Regions from separate parts of the Mus musculus genome. Here region 1 is linked to region 2. A link is a contact called in public HiChIP or PLAC-seq data. All regions are on one chromosome and are shown on one strand. The core of a region is the stretch at or near the end of the contact, and the rest is flanking DNA. Distances in the headings are between cores, read along the strand shown.

Region 1 (4,760 bases), core at 29-2,528, 48 kb after region 2:
CTAAGCCCTCTGCACCTGCTCCTTATATATGAGAAATGGAAAAGGAGGTCTGTAAAAAGCTAAGAAAAATATTGTAACAATAAATTCACACCACCCTCAAAGACCTCTACAAACCCAATTATCCTTATAAAATGGACTCTCTCAGCTCTAGTCGAGCAAAGGTCTAGTAAGGACTCTAAAATTGACAACAATAGTCCCAACTTCATTTTCAAAAACAGTAAGACAACTACTGAGCTTCCTCCTGTGCCTCCTCTCTACAGAGGAAGAGAACCGGCAGCAACAGGAGGCAGAATTCCAGCACTTAGGCGCACAGTAGAGCCAGGCCCTACAGTGAGTCAAAACAACTCATTTTCTCTTGTCACTCAAACACTTAAAACAAAACAAACCAAGTCAAAAACTTGGGAAGACAGGAAAGGGGGTTTTGGGTCACTAACGTAACTACACTCCTAATTCTCCCTACCTTTGCCTCCTATTCCAAGAGCACAACCAAGTGTAAAGTCCTCCTTTCAGATATTCACTCCTCCCTTTCAGTAGCCAATCTATCCATCTGATCTTCAGATAAACAAGGCAAGGGAGTAACCAGGGGACCTTATTTTCACCTTAACCTCAGACGTGTCCAGTCAGCTCCCAAAAGGGAAACAAAAATCAAAACTTGTCACTACTAAGAAAAACAGAAAACCAACCTTCAAAAGAACAGCTGACCCTCACCACCACCAGGCCAAGCAAACAATATGCCACTCGGAGCAAACCCCCCCCCCCCAAACCTCGACGCCTCTCTCCAATCCAGGGTCCCTCACCCACCTTGCTCCCGGACACCACCACCACAACCCAAGGGGTGGCAGCGGAGACGAAGAACAAAGAAGGCCCCCCAAATTTCACACAAACCCGCACATCCCGGAGCCGAATCCATTGTTTATGCCACCCCACCCCCACTCGAGCCGCACCCGTCCCCCCTTCCTCCTAGGAGCGACTGGAGGGAGCCCCGGGACCAGCACTCGCCCGGGGCTGGGCCAAGGCGCCCCCGCCCTCTCCGCCGCGGCCCACAGAGCCCACCCGGAGCAGTTCGGCCAAGGCAAGGCGGTGTGGGGGACGCGGATTGCCGACAGGACCCGGGCTGCTCTAGGGCCCCGGCGGATCCATCCTCAGCTCCATCTCCGCCCCCTCCTCCTCTGCTGCCTCCCAGGCTTCCTCCTCTCTTGTTGTCAGTTGGAATCAGCTGATCAGAGTGAACTTCTCCCAGCTCAGACCAACAGGAAGGCATGAACAGCGCAGCCCAGCTAGGGAGGAGCGGCCAGGGGCGGAGCGCGACGACGGGGAGCGGGAAGGGCGCTTGCGGCCTTTTGGGAGTTGTAGTTTTGGGGGGATTGTCGTTCTGCCCTACAGCCCTGAAATACAAGCTCCACATGACTACAATTCCCGATGGAAGCATCGTCGTTGCGAATAGGCGGGACAGACAAGCCTGAAAGCATTTCGGGACTTAGAGTCTCGGCCGGGGCTGAGGTTTTTGCAGGTTGCAGCGACTAGTTTAGGGCAGTGGCCCGGGAAGGAGTATTGTAAATTAAACAAAAGATATGATGTTCTATATAACCAGGAAATGGCACGGCACATTATTATTGTACATCTTTCCTTCAGAAATGCTCAAAGTGGAAAAATACCAGTAAACATTGAGAGGATATTACTATGCTTGAGGCTGTTTTGTTTTCCCTTCAAAGTTAATCAACTGTTAATTTTGTTCCAGCCTTATTCCTTTTCTGCCTTTTTCCATACATAGACATCATAACTTCTAATTTTTATATTGTGCAGAATAGTTACAGTACACACTCCAATAAAATTTAAGATAACAGTGTCTGTAATACTATTGTCTGATTTTTTTAATAATAGCTTTATATTTGTTTAGTACTTTCACTTTTTTCTCATTTATTTCTTGAGACAATATTGAGAGAAAATACAATGCATGGAAAAGATACTGGTCTGTAATGCCTAGGAAAACTAACTACATAGGTTGGTAGGGTAAATCACTCAGTCCTTCCATAAAATAAAGGAATTTTGCTGTGTAATTTCTGATGGCTCTGCCAATCTTAACATATGATTTTTATCTTGATAATGGTTAACCTGAGAGAGAAAACTAAGGTTAGGTTACTTGCCAAGGTACACAGCAAATTATTGACAACACTGGATAAGACCTCATCTTCTGATTCAAGAGGACACTCATAGATCTCAGGACATAATTAGATCAATAGTTAAGCCAAATCTACAAAATAGTGAATGAGCTATGTATACGGATTATATTGCTGAAAATTAACTCTTCATGACACAGAGCCAACAGCGGCAAACCTGGATGAACTTTTTATTTTTTTACCTGTACCACATCACCAACCAGGATAATAAGAACTAAGCCATCTACAATCACATTAAAAAGTGTTTACCAGAAATAAGATGGTGTATGGAGAAGAAGGGATTTTATAAAAGTTAAGCTAACAAGTTTTAAATAAGCCTGAGGTTGGTTGGCATGACAAAGGTTTTATCCCTAAGACTGCCTCTGTGGCTGTGTGTAGCTTTGCCAGATTATTTCATAACCTTGCTTATAAAGTAAATATATTGGTCTATGTGTGTCCCTCAAAAGAGATTGGCTGTCTGGCATACACAAGGCCCTGGGTTTGAGCCCCAGCACCATAAAAAATGGGGGTTTGATAGGAACAAACATTTAGCATTTTAAGTTTTATTTTGTGTGTGTGCATATGGGTGCTGGTACATATGCACATGAGTCAAGGGTGTGTTTAGGCCAGAGGTCAATCTTAGGCATTATTCCTTAAGAGCCATCCACCTTGTCTTGTTAGTTTTGGTTGGTTGGTTGGCTGGTTGGCTGGTTGGTTTGGGGTGTTTGTTTATTTGTTTGAGATCTCACTTAGCCTAGATGTTACCGAGATGGCTAGACTGTCTGGCCAGTGAGCCCCAAAGATCCTGTTTCTGTTACCCAGCACTGGAGTTATAAAAGTAAGTTACCATGCCTGGAATATGAAAGAATAGAACCAATAGAATACATACTTATTAAAATGGAGAGTTATTAGATTGGTGTCTTAGGGTTACTGCTGTGATGAAAGACCATGATCAAAAAGCAAGTTTGGCAGGAAAGGGCTTACACTTCTACACTGTAGTCTGTCACTAAAAGAAGCCAGAACAAGAACTCAAAAGGGTAGGAACTTGGAAAATTCAGATGCCATGGAGGGGTGCTGCTTACTGGCTTGCTCTCCTGTGACATCCTCAGTCTACTTTCTTATAGAACCCAGGACCACCAGCCCAGGGGTGGCACAACCCACAATGGGTTGGGCCCTCCCCATCAATCACTAAGAAAAATGCCTTATTGCCAGATCTTATACAGGCATTTTCTCAAGTGAAGCTCTGATGACTTCAATATGTGACAAGATGACATTAAACTTACCAGTACAACTGACTTGCACAATATAATATAATACAACAGTGGCTGCTTTTATACTGGAGAGGCTGAGAGGCCAGGAGCTTGTTCAATTCATGAGGCCAGATACCTCAGTAGTCCTAATCTGGCATTGAAGGCCTGGGGGATTTCTGGAAAAGCCATTGGTCTTCAGTGAGTATTGGAAGACCTAAAGAAACTAAAATCTTTCGGCAAAGAATGGCAGCAGCAGTGGAAAGAGAGCAAACCCCCAATGATGAAGTTGCCAGCACGAGGAAGGCAAGCAGAGGAAGGCAAGCAGAGGAAGGCAAGCAGGGACACAGCAGGAGACAGCAGGAATTATCTGGGCTCCCCCTGGGCATTGCTAGCTCTTTCAGAGTGAGTGTCCGACTTCAGTGAAAGTGTCAAGAAGCCCCCTCACAGCCCAGTGTAATGAACTGCACCTCCTCAAGCCTAGCACTCAAAAGGCAGAGATGGAGCCGGGGGCATGGTGGCGCAGCCTTTAATCCCAGCACTCGGGAGGCAAAGGCAGGTGGATTTCTGAGTTCGAGACCAGCCTAGTCTACAAAGTGATTTTCAGGACAGCCAGAGCTATACACAGAAACCCTGCCCCCACCCCCAAAAAAGGGCAGAGATGGGCAGATCTCTGTAAGTTCAAGGCCAGCCTAGTCTGTTGATGGAGTTTCAGGTTAGTCAGAGGCACACAGTGAGACTGTGTCTCAGAGCAGAGGGGGGCAGAAGGAGGAGGCATAATGACAACCTTCCCTCACAGGTACAGAACCAGTCAAGTTGACAACTAAGCGTAACCCTCATAGCAAGGATTTTATGTGAATTTAGAGGTTTTAACTTAGGCACCCAACCTCCAATCCCACATTAAATGGTAACTTTAAGAAAAAAATTTAAGGGCTGGTGAGATGGTTCACTGACTACTCTTCCAAAGATCCTGAGTTCAATTCCCAGCAACCACATGGTGGCTCACAACCATCCGTGATGAGATCTGATGCCCTCTTCTCGTGTGTCTGAAGTCAACTACAGTGTACTTATATATAACAATAAATAAATCTTTTAAAAAAGAAAAAAATTTAAAACCGTGGGAAATAGATCCCTCCAGGGAGGACAATTAAGGTGCAGAAGAAAGATGTTTTCCTTTATATTCTGTGTATGCATGTGTGCCTGGGTGCATGCATGTGTGCCTGGGGGTATGCATGTGTGCCTAGGTGAATGCATGTGTGCCTGGGGGTATGCATGTGTGCCTGGGTGTATGCATGTGTGCCTGGGTGTATGCATGTGTGCCTGGGTGCATGCATGTGCGCTACCACCTGCATGCATC
Region 2 (5,221 bases), core at 12-2,511:
TCTCATGGTCAGGCACCCAGTAGGCCGGCCTGGCGGCATCTTTTACCAGGCCTACATCAGGGAAGGAACAACAGTCAGGACACCAGAACCTTGCCCCACGTCCCTCTGACACTTTCTGGCTTATGCCATCCCAACCGCACACAGAACCATTACTGTGCTGTGTTCTTCTGTTTATCTTTATTTATGTATTTTATGAGACATATAGCCCAGGGTAGCCTCAGCCTCATGGCTGCTGAGGATAGCCCTGTTCTTCTGATCCTCTTGCCTTCACTTCCCCAGTCCTGGGTTAGAAGTGTACGCTACTGCATCCAGTTTATGCAGTGATTAGACCCAGGGCTCAGGAACGCTACCCAAACACTCTACCAAACGAGCCACACAGCACCCCTGCTATAGTGTGCCAGTGGAAGTCAGAGGTAACTCTGTCGAGTCTCCTCTATTACATGAGTTCCAGGGACAGAACTCAGGGTGCCAGGCTTGCCCAGCAGGTGTCTGTAACTGCTTGGCAATTTTACCACCAAGCCTGAGTTCATTCTACAGGACATGGTGGCAGGAGGAAGCCAACTCCGACAAGTTGTCCTCTGACTTTCATGTGTGTTCCATGGCACATGCATGCAAGTGAGTGCCCCTCACACACAAACACAATAGATAAATTACTAAAAAGACAAAAAAGGTGCCAGGCTTCTTCTATCCTGACCACAGGACCTGTGGCTGAGGTACTGATGTTCCTCTATCCACCACACTGAGTGACAGACACTACAGTGACTGTACTCACTGCAGTCGAAGGAGCCACAAACAAGTCTAGACTCCACAGCCAGACGCTCAGTCGGATCCCAGCACCACTGAGCATGGTGACTGTGGGACTGAGCAAGCTTAACCTCTCTCAGGCCGATTCATCATTAACAACCCCTTCGAAAGCTGCCAGCAACAACGAGAAATAATATGCCCGGGACATAGAGTTGGCTCAGTGGTTAAGAACACTTGCAGTAAGCTGGGCAGTGGTGGAGCATGCCTTCAATCTCAGCACTCGGGAAGCAAAGGCTGAGGCAGGCCTGAGTTCAAGGCCAGTCTACAGAATGAGTTTCAGGATAGACAGAGCTACAGAGAAACCAGGTTGGGTTTTTTTGTTTGTTTGTTTTTGTTTTTAAAAAAAAAAAGGAGGAGGAGGAGGAGGAAAGACCAGGCCAAATCCAACCTGATGGAGGCTCAGCAAAGGAACACTCCATGAACAAACCGCTCCCAGCAGGGGCAGCCCCGGCCCCTCCCAGGTAGCTCAGGGTGGATGTAATCTGAGCTTGAAACCAGGCAAATCCACCTATTCTAACACCAATGAGTCAGAACCTCACAATTTGTTTTGTAGCCTACCCATTTTTCTCTCTAGCCACTCTGATCTCTCCCTTACCCTATACCCAAGTACATCCCAGGTCCGCCTGTCTGTCCTGCCAAGTCCTCCAGCCACTACTTGCTTCCCCTCTCTTTCTTCCTACTCTGGCTGTAAGCACCCCTCATAACTGATGCAGAGAAGGATCATAAACGCTGAATTAGCAATGGCCTGGCCAATGAGAGGCGTCAGCAGGTACAGATAGAGACACCTGCCCCTCCAAGCCTAATGACCTAAAAGGGGATAACTGACCCTAGAAGTTGCCTTTTGGCCTTCACAAGCAGGCCATGACACAAGCACTCAAACAAAATTCATGACTAAACTAATGTAACAAGTTCTCTGGCACACTCTCCTCTGAGACTCCAGCTCCCCTTCCTTGAACCTAAGCAGGCTCTGTAACAGCAACAAACTACAGAAGCATACAGCACACTTCCTCTCTCCAAACACTAAAGCAGTAGCTGCCACCACCACCCCTCCCCGCCTCCCCCTTCCCCTCTCCTCCCCCCCCTTCTCTCTGCAACAGGGTCCCAGGGTCTGTCTGTCCCTCTGAGACATGTGTCCCTAGCTGGCCTAAAACTTACTATGTAGACCAGACTGGCCTCAAAGTCAGAGACCAACCTGCTGGAATTAAAAGCATATGCCACCTGGTTCCATAAATTAGCTTTTTTTAAATTAAGATTTATTTATGTATTTGTGAGTGTGTGCACACTCAGTGTGCACGCATACATGCATCTACACATGTACACACGCATGTGGAAGCCCCAAGAGAGTAGAAGATCCCCTGGAGTTGGAGTTATGGGTGGTTGTGAGCTACCCAACATGAATGCTTGGACGCGAACTTAATGTCCTCTGTGAGAGAGAGCAGGACGTGCTCTTAACCACTAGGCCATTGTCTAGCCACAAAGTATCAGCTCTTGAAACCCTCAACTACCCTTGTGGTTCATCTACTACCAGAGACACCAAGTGGAGAGACCCAGAGAGGCAGAGGGATGCTCCACTGAGCATAGCTTTAACCGTCCTCCGAAGGGACCTTCCAAATCTGTTCAAATGCTACCCTGCAATACTCAAGACAGGAACTGCAGGCAATGACAACAGGGGAATAAGCAGACTTTCTGATCGCTACACGCACACTGTTTTAGACAAAATAGCATGCTCCCGCCTTATGTACAGCAACAAATGGTGAGGAGGCTGGCCTCCAGAAATGAAACTGATACTACTACAGGATTCCACACACAAAAGGAAGTATATAACGCTTCCCTTCATTCCTTGCTGCCAAACTCAATCAAGTCAGCAAGCAAATCAAAATGACCATCCAGGGGACCCTGAAACCCCTCATGCTACATGCATTATCCCCAATATAGGCACTGCCCAAGCCCACCTAGTGGTATGTCAATAGCTGTCACCACGGCTCCCAAGGTGTTCTGCACGGCCTCGCCCACCTTCCGGGCAATCAGCGTTCCACCTTCATCATCTGCCTGCGCCTCAGTCACATCTGTGGGTAATACAAGAGATAGCCGTTGCCTCTCAGCAGTCATCTCTCATGCAGGCGCTCAGGAGCCACACTGGAACACTTCCCGATTCCCACAGTAACTAACAGTGACTTGTGGGGCCAATCAGATGGAACCCTGAAAGTGGCCTGGGCACCTCTCTAGAACTGATTTATAACTTATTTTTAAAGTCAACCAGATTGGTTCTGGGAGCAAGACCTAAACTTTCTACAGAGAGAGGACTCAACCTAAGCTTGTCTGGCTTCCCAGAACTCATCAGCTATATGCAGGTGTGTTCTCTCAGAAGCACCACTGAGCTCAGAGCTCAGGCCAGGCCACGTTTAATCAATCAATCCTGTCTTCCGAACCTCCACCTCAAGGCTCAGCTGCACAGGCCTATCTGGCTAGGAGCTCAGCGGGTGAGTAGCCCTGGCCAGGAGCAACTGCTCTCAGAAGTGACGGTCAGAGCAGTGAGCATCCAGGGCCCGGTATTCAGTGGGTGCACTCTCGCTCGCCCCTCCTGAGCCCCACATTACCTAACTGGACATTCCTGGCATCGTAGCAGCTGTCACACACGCGGACAGGCGCAGGTCCCCAGCCCCGCTCAGGCACCGGCCGGGTCTTGGATGAACAGCTGTCACAGAAGCCCTCCCCACAGGCCCGGCAGTGATGCTTCGTGTCGTTGTCCTTGAAGGATGTCGCACACTGGTTGCAGCTCTGTTCCAAGTCCAAAACAAAACAGAGAGGCAGAGGTCCTACATGCCTGCTGAGCTGGGGACTGGACATGACCCAGGGGGCAACCACAAATTCCTGAAGGCGGGTTCCATCTCTGTCAAGACCCAAGCTTTCTAGTAAGAATAGTTCCCTGAGTAAAGAAAGGGGGGGGAGCCGGGCGTGGTGGCGCACGCCTTTAATCCCAGCACTCGGGAGGCAGAGGCAGGTGGATTTCTGAGTTCGAGGCCAGCCTGGTCTACAAAGTGAGTTCCAGGACAGCCAGGGCTATAGAGAAACCCTGTCTCGAAAAAGCCAAAAAAAAAAAAAAAAAAAAAGAAAGGGGGGGGGGGAGGATGCTTCCTGTTACAGGAGTTTGGGCAGAAACTAATTCCAGGTTGTGGGTACCCTAGAGAACTGTGGATAAAGCCAAGAAATGACCTGAAAAAGACTCCTTTCTCCAGATCCTGTAGCTGTGATTCTCTGACATCCAGGCAATATTAATTGGCTCTCACAGGTCTGGCAATACAACCCACCATAGAGAAAATACTCACAGGACACAAAAGGCACTTCAGAAGCAAAGCAGCAGCCTAAAGCTCACCCTCCCAAGATTCTCAGGGATAACTCTAGGAGGGGAAAATGTTGGTGTCTCCTCCTGGACCGGCTTAGCACCAGGCAACATGACATAGTCAGGGTGGTCTCATCAGGACCCCAGAGGACTCCTACACATCGTACCAGGATCTGGGAGTTGGGCCTCCAGTAGGCAGGGGCAATCTGATCCGTTAGCCAAGACGTCACAGCCTTAGTGGGTCCGAGGCTGAGCTCAGACACTGACTGAGCCATAAAGTTCATTCCATCCAAGAGACGCTGGGCGGCATTGTTGTTATCCTTCAGAAATGCATCAGTCTGCAAGGAAAACGCAGGGGCTCATTAACCCCTGAGTGCAGGAAGGAAAAGGAGAGGGATATATGGGACCAATTCAGAACTGTAAACCACCAGGGAAGGCAGAACAGGCAGACTGGCAATCTCCCCAGCAGCTGGCAGTACCATACACAGCAGTCTGCACTGATGTGTTCTCACCACTGTGACCCGACTGATGTACAGCTGTTCAACTAGGGACTAACTTTGCCCTGCAGTACAGAAGATGACGCAGCCTACAGGAAGCCCACACCAAGTTCTTCTGCTTCCTCTAATACGTGTAACTCTCTAAGATATCTATTTCTATAAGTACAGTAGCTATTACATTTGTATGTGAAACCTGCTGAACTCTGAGAATAGTGATCTACCTTTCCCCAAGTATCTAGCTAAATTCTGGACACGCAGTACAAGCTAAAACAATGAATGAGCAGGCAGACACGGAGTGCGTGGTGTTCTAGCTTCAAGGCTGAGAGAAGCGCAGCTAAGGGGCTGTTTTCATGAGACAGAAACCAAAGCCATCACTTTACTTTCTTGCTTTCCAAGGCCATGCTAAATCCTTCAGATACGACAGCCTACGGGCATCAAGGCCATCAAGTCAAGGAGGTGGGCTCTGAAAAAGATACCACACAATAGTAACAAGTTTCTGATGGGCCTGAAACTCAGTGAGAAGGGAGCGTGCAGCTGAAAATCCTCAAGTCCATGTGCCTGCTTGATCAAGGAAGCTCCA

The links. HiChIP or PLAC-seq counts read pairs in DNA pulled down with a chosen protein or histone mark.
Region 1: a contact with region 2 is called in an H3K27ac HiChIP or PLAC-seq map of embryonic stem cells, with 8 read pairs. The contact joins the promoter of Zfyve1 here to the enhancer-like site in region 2. A contact is called at or near these places in 13 of 39 promoter capture datasets (the 3T3-L1 cell line, 3T3-L1-derived adipocytes, the HPC-7 cell line and 6 more), 1 of 15 datasets of contacts at CTCF or cohesin (the NIH/3T3 cell line), 6 of 484 Hi-C or Micro-C datasets (common lymphoid progenitors, cranial neural crest, embryonic stem cells and 3 more), 7 of 115 datasets of contacts at active chromatin or transcription factors (the SCID.adh cell line, double positive thymocytes, embryonic stem cells and 1 more) and 3 of 9 other capture datasets (adipose tissue, liver and pancreatic islet).

The regions. Positions count from the first base shown.
Region 1 is chr12:83,595,944-83,600,703 of GRCm38.p6, forward strand. It overlaps Zfyve1 (zinc finger, FYVE domain containing 1), which reads right to left and starts at 1,279. Exons shown (of 12, transcript NM_183154.4): 1 at 1,054-1,279.
Region 2 is chr12:83,548,065-83,553,285 of GRCm38.p6, forward strand. It overlaps Zfyve1 (zinc finger, FYVE domain containing 1), which reads right to left. Exons shown (of 12, transcript NM_183154.4): 9 at 4,312-4,482; 10 at 3,402-3,582; 11 at 2,757-2,870; 12 at 1-51. Among named protein-coding and RNA genes, the nearest start is that of Gm51952, 11 kb to the right of the region's middle. Within about 2 kb of position 1,262, at least 11 of the 459 cell types and tissues checked have an H3K27ac peak or open chromatin away from gene starts, as enhancers often do. A contact at or near this core is called in embryonic stem cells, epiblast stem cells, stem cell-derived epiblast-like cells and 1 more, where this site is marked.